Regions from separate parts of the Bicyclus anynana genome. Here region 1 is linked to region 2. A link is a contact called in public Hi-C data. All regions are on one chromosome and are shown on one strand. The core of a region is the stretch at or near the end of the contact, and the rest is flanking DNA. Distances in the headings are between cores, read along the strand shown. Region 1 holds the start of LOC112048100 (cAMP-dependent protein kinase catalytic subunit 1). Region 2 has its middle 5.3 kb from the start of LOC128198700.

Region 1 (2,700 bases), core at 45-2,544, 66 kb before region 2:
TTAAGTTGTTAATTTATCTACATTGAATTTTTATCAAGCAACGTGTTCTGCTCAATCCTAAAGAATACCAATGTGAGCTGTCAGTGTCATGTAATATTGTCAAATGTCAGTAGGTATTACACAAGTTAAAAATAAATATTAAACCATAGGCAGAGAAAAAAACAATCCTATAATTGCTTTAAAAACATCATAAACGATCGTGATGACCGTGACGTCATATGTGAGCTGTTGTTTTAGTGCTAATTTCAAATAGATGGATAAAAATTATTTTATTTTTCTATTATATAACATTTCTTTTTTAAAAAATTATATTTATTACAGGTATAAAACTTACAGTTTTAATATATTTTTACGAAAACTGTCAAGTAGGTGCTTCATATTTATTCTTAGGGGTAGGGTAGGGATTTGGTAGGGGTAGGGTAGGAGTAGATTAGGGGTAGGTAAGGGGTAGGGTAGGAGTAGTTTAGGGGTGGGGTAGAGGTAGGGTAGGGGTAGCGAATAAGTGTACAAAAGTCATAGTGAAGCTTGATCGGGTCCGTTAGTATTATATAATGTAAAATGTATTGTATGGTATTGCCTGAATATCCTACCTCTACCTTAAAAAAATGCTAATTTTCATTGTTTATAAGATGTATTCTGCTATTCGAGGCGGAGACAACCATGAAAATTGGTCCAGCAGGTCCCGAGTAATAAGTGTTGTAACAAACCCGTCTTTGTTTTATATATATAATAATCAATGATAATTTTATACTATAGATCGGTTACAACCCTACAAAATCACCGCAAAAAGAGATCCGAATAATAGGCTACAAAACTGAGCGCACACATGCACAATTTTGTCTTTAATTACTTATTCCATTATTTATTTATGTCCCGAAATAAAGAAAGTCGAAAAAAGTAATATCTTTTTGAATACAATATCTTTTTCCTCATTTCGTATATGGTGTGGTAGATTACTGTAAATTTTTACTGACATAGCATATGGTCTGGAGCTGTGGAGTATTAGTTTCGAAGAATGGGGTAGGTTAGTTTATTTTTGTTTTTCGTGGAAGCACCGTGATTTATTAGTATTTTCGACTTTTTTGTACTTTAGAGGCAGTTGATATAAATAACAGACTAAATCACGTTTATTCGTCTTCTACGTGTATTCTACATAAAAGTCATGAAAAAAAAATCGGACTTTAGCTTTACACATTATTTCATTTCTTCTATCGTCTAGGTCAAAATTAGAAATATTGGTAGAAATTGTAAAAATAAAGGTAGTTTCTTCTCCAATCAAATGGCAACACCGTTATAATGACCGCCACCCGTGAGCGAAACGTTCGCTCGATCTCGCTCTGTCGATCGAGTTTGGCAGTGGAAGCCATTTTATTCTTGTGAATGTTACAAAATATTTTTCGTAATTTCTCGATTTCAAACTAATCGTGTCAATGTGTGCCTCCAACAAGTGTCTTTTGTGACGTGCATTCGTGCTGTAAAAGTTGATAATGTTCGTGTTTCATATCGGTCTGTGGTGACCTGCCCGTTTCTTACGGACGTAGGGGCATCGATTAGTGCACACAGACAGCCTCTATAACGGCGAATCGGGGCTCTGGAATAGCGAGTGGTGTGCGCCATGGGCAACAATGCTGCCACCGCCAACAAAAAGGTGGACGCCGCCGAGAGCGTCAAGGAATTCCTTGACCAGGCCAAGGAGGACTTCGAGGAGAAATGGAAGAAGAATCCTACTAATACCGCCGGACTGAACGACTTCGAGCGAATAAAGACGCTCGGCACGGGCTCGTTCGGCCGAGTCATGATAGTGCAACACAAACCCACCAAGGAGTATTACGCTATGAAAATATTAGATAAGCAAAAGGTCGTCAAGTTGAAGCAAGTCGAACACACGCTGAACGAGAAGCGAATCTTGCAGGCGATCAACTTCCCCTTCCTCGTAAGCCTTAAGTTTCACTTCAAGGACAACTCCAACCTGTACATGGTTCTAGAGTACGTTCCGGGCGGAGAGATGTTCTCTCACCTCCGCAAGGTCGGTCGTTTCTCGGAGCCGCACTCGCGCTTCTACGCCGCCCAGATAGTGTTGGCGTTCGAGTACCTGCACTACCTCGACCTCATCTACCGGGACCTCAAGCCTGAGAACCTGCTGATCGACTCGCAGGGCTACCTCAAGGTGACGGACTTTGGTTTCGCGAAGCGGGTGAAGGGTCGCACGTGGACGCTGTGCGGAACACCCGAGTACCTCGCGCCCGAGATCATCCTGTCCAAGGGTTACAACAAGGCGGTAGACTGGTGGGCCCTTGGCGTGTTGGTTTACGAGATGGCGGCCGGATATCCGCCGTTCTTCGCCGACCAGCCGATACAGATATACGAGAAGATCGTGTCAGGTAAGGTTCGCTTCCCTTCACACTTCGGGTCCGATCTGAAAGACCTGCTGCGGAACCTTCTGCAAGTCGATCTCACGAAGCGGTACGGCAATTTGAAGGCGGGTGTGAACGACATAAAGGGACACAAATGGTTCGCGAGCACCGACTGGATCGCCGTCTTCCAGAAGAAGATCGAGGCGCCGTTCATACCCCGCTGCAAAGGCCCCGGAGACACCAGCAACTTTGATGACTACGAGGAAGAGGCGTTACGCATTTCCTCCACGGAGAAGTGTGCGAAGGAGTTCGCTGAGTTCTGAGCGCTCTGGAGTCTGCGCGTTAG
Region 2 (2,700 bases), core at 72-2,571:
ATAATAGCCTGCTAGAGCTTGTTAGTTACCGGATAGATTTCACCGTCAACTAACTAGATATTAAACTGTGTATTGGGAACTACAGTTTATGTATAGATAGATGTGACTGGGATGGATATAAGAATCTAGCGGACGTTCGCGACTTCGTCCGCCCTTAGACCTCCTTAATCCGGCCCTCTCGCAAAATCCTTTTTTTTCTTCTACAAGTTAGCCCGTGACTGATGGTAAATGATGGTCGAAACTAAGATGGAAGCGGGCTAACTTGTTAGGAGTAGGATGAAATCCACACTCCTTTCGGTTTCTACACGACATCGTAACGGAACGCTAAATCGCTTGGCGGTACGTCTTTGTCGGTAGGGTGGTAACTAGCCACCAGCCATACCTAGACCAATTAAGAAAACCCTCAATCGGCCCATCCGGGGATCGAACCCAGGACCTCTGTCTTGTAAAGCCACCGCGCATACCACTGCGCCACGGAGGTCTTTCTTAGCGGATCGCTACTAACTGTAACCGACGTCCAAGCCAAATTTCATCTTTGTACCTATGTCAAGCGGTTTTCGAGTTTTCTTGATGAAATGCAAACGCATTTATATATTACGATCCTGGGTCAAAGTTCTTTGGCCACATCTCTAGAAATCAGGATTCAACTGAGCTGTTGGTAGTGTAGGGTCAAGTTGAAGGCAAAAGATCCAGAGGCTGATCTCCATGCCGCTGGATGGATTTCGTCAAGGCTGCTACATAATCATCCACGTTTGAGTGTTCCCATCCAATGCAGCCATCGCCAAAACTGGAGAAGTATTGCACAGAATGCGTCGCTTATCTTTGCAACCACAACCACTCTGCCAAGAGTAAACGATTAAGAAGAAGGTATCTGAAGTCGGGCTTTGAAACACTGAAATTTTCTTTGTTTTAACAGAAAAAACTTGGATATAAATAGCCATAATTGGTCCAAACATAGATATAAGAATATCTACAGTCCAAATAATATATAAAAAAATCAGAGATTTTTTTGCGAATTTTACCATTTTTGTGTCGGTCTTGACTGGGTTATAGATATTTTATAAGTTCCATCCTAAGACACATATTTATCTCTATATGTAGCTCTTGTTGTTTGCAACCTAGACATCTATAAGCTAATGTTTTGCCTTCCTCCATTCAAATAAAAAAGAAAAGAAATTGTAGGTATGATCGTGTATGAACTCATTCGCAACTCAACTGAGGCGGTAATGAAAAAAGTGTGATGACTTTAATTAAAACGCAGGCGAAGTTGAACGCGTCCGATGAATGGGGAGCCGCCGGATATGAAGCGTCTCATCATTCGCGTGTGGGTGGGCTCATAGGGTTGTCACTGGGGCCCTTCAAGCTTAAGCTTAAGCTTCACTGGGCCCTTGGGCACACAATTTGGTGGATTTAAATACGAATAGTATAAAAACAGTGATATAAACTGAATCAGCGATGAAAAAAAAGAATGCATTTACTTATATACCTACTAATATTATAAAGTTGAAGAGTTTGTTTGTTGTTTGATTGAACCCGTTTATCTCTGACTGCTGGTCCGTTTTGAAAAATTCTTTCAGTGTTAGATAGCACATTTATCGAGGAAGTATAGGCTATAATTTTGCCCCGTATTACTACGGGAACGGGAACCACGCGGGCGAAACGGCGTCAGCTGGTGTTACACAAAAACGGCGCACAAAAGTAGTTCCATATGCGGAGCGTGGATCAACTATTTGACAACTTTCAACATAATTAAATGCATTTCCGTAAGCCGAGTGATTGATAGTGGTAATAATTGTGTCTATGAATCGTAGGTACAATATATGTTGTTTATAAAAGTCGAAGCAAAAAATATTATTATTATACTTACATATTAATAAAACTTGTGTCTGTCTGTTATTTCATAATAACTTGAGAGATATACCTCTCCTAATCTTGTAGAAAAATCTTTCGCGTACAGGTTTCTTCACAATAAAACAAATAAGGGCAAAGCTTGTTAATACATATTACGTGTAATATTTCAATTAATTTTTTGTAAAATATTATTGTTGTGTACCAACCCTACAGTTAAAACAATACAGGAATGGAGAGTACCAGTTCTTCGTGGAAATTTTTGCCTGTGTTGAATTTATAAATTCAATTTATAGTTACTGTTAAGCTATGATACTCGTAAGATGGAAGCGGGCTTACTTGTAAGCGGAAAAACTTTATTCTACTCATATCTCTGTCAATTTCTACGCAGCATCAAGAGTAAGTAAGAGGAACATCTGCATTCTACCCAAATCTCTATTAGTTTCTACGCAGCATCAAGAGTAAGTAAGAGAAACAACTTTATTCAACCCATATCTCTCTCAGTTTCTAAATAATAAGTTTCTTAATAAATGCAATTTTTACATTCTATTGGAAATTATATAAAATTAAATATCTACCCATTTAATATTATCTACAAATGATTGCTGTGACCTTGTGGCCTTAGCAGAAATGCGTAGAACAATAAAAAAATGTAAAGTAGAAAAGAACCCAACAAGCGACGTGTTACCACACCCGTTACCAGGTGTTGCGTTCACAACTTGTAGAGGTCGACAACTATCCGACGTATTTATAACATACCTACTTCACTTCTTAGACTAAAGTTAAAGTATAGACGGAAAATGTGACACTAATACGTAATATGTAATGATAATAATAATAATAATAATAAAT

Evidence for each region. Hi-C and Micro-C count contacts between places; a contact is called where the count stands out from the background.
Region 1: a Hi-C map of whole body shows a contact between it and region 2, with 2.5 times the contacts expected there. The contact joins the promoter of LOC112048100 here to the enhancer-like site in region 2. A contact is called at or near these places in 2 of 2 Hi-C or Micro-C datasets (whole body and whole larva).

The regions. Positions count from the first base shown.
Region 1 is chr13:10,576,310-10,579,009 of ilBicAnyn1.1, reverse strand. It overlaps LOC112048100 (cAMP-dependent protein kinase catalytic subunit 1), which reads left to right and starts at 1,294. Exons shown (of 1, transcript XM_024085481.2): 1 at 1,294-2,700. The coding sequence starts at 1,616. The coding sequence ends at 2,677.
Region 2 is chr13:10,509,997-10,512,696 of ilBicAnyn1.1, reverse strand. No RefSeq gene overlaps it. Among protein-coding and RNA genes, the nearest start is that of LOC128198700, 5.3 kb to the right of the region's middle. Within about 2 kb of position 1,321, at least 6 of the 8 cell types and tissues checked have open chromatin away from gene starts, as enhancers often do.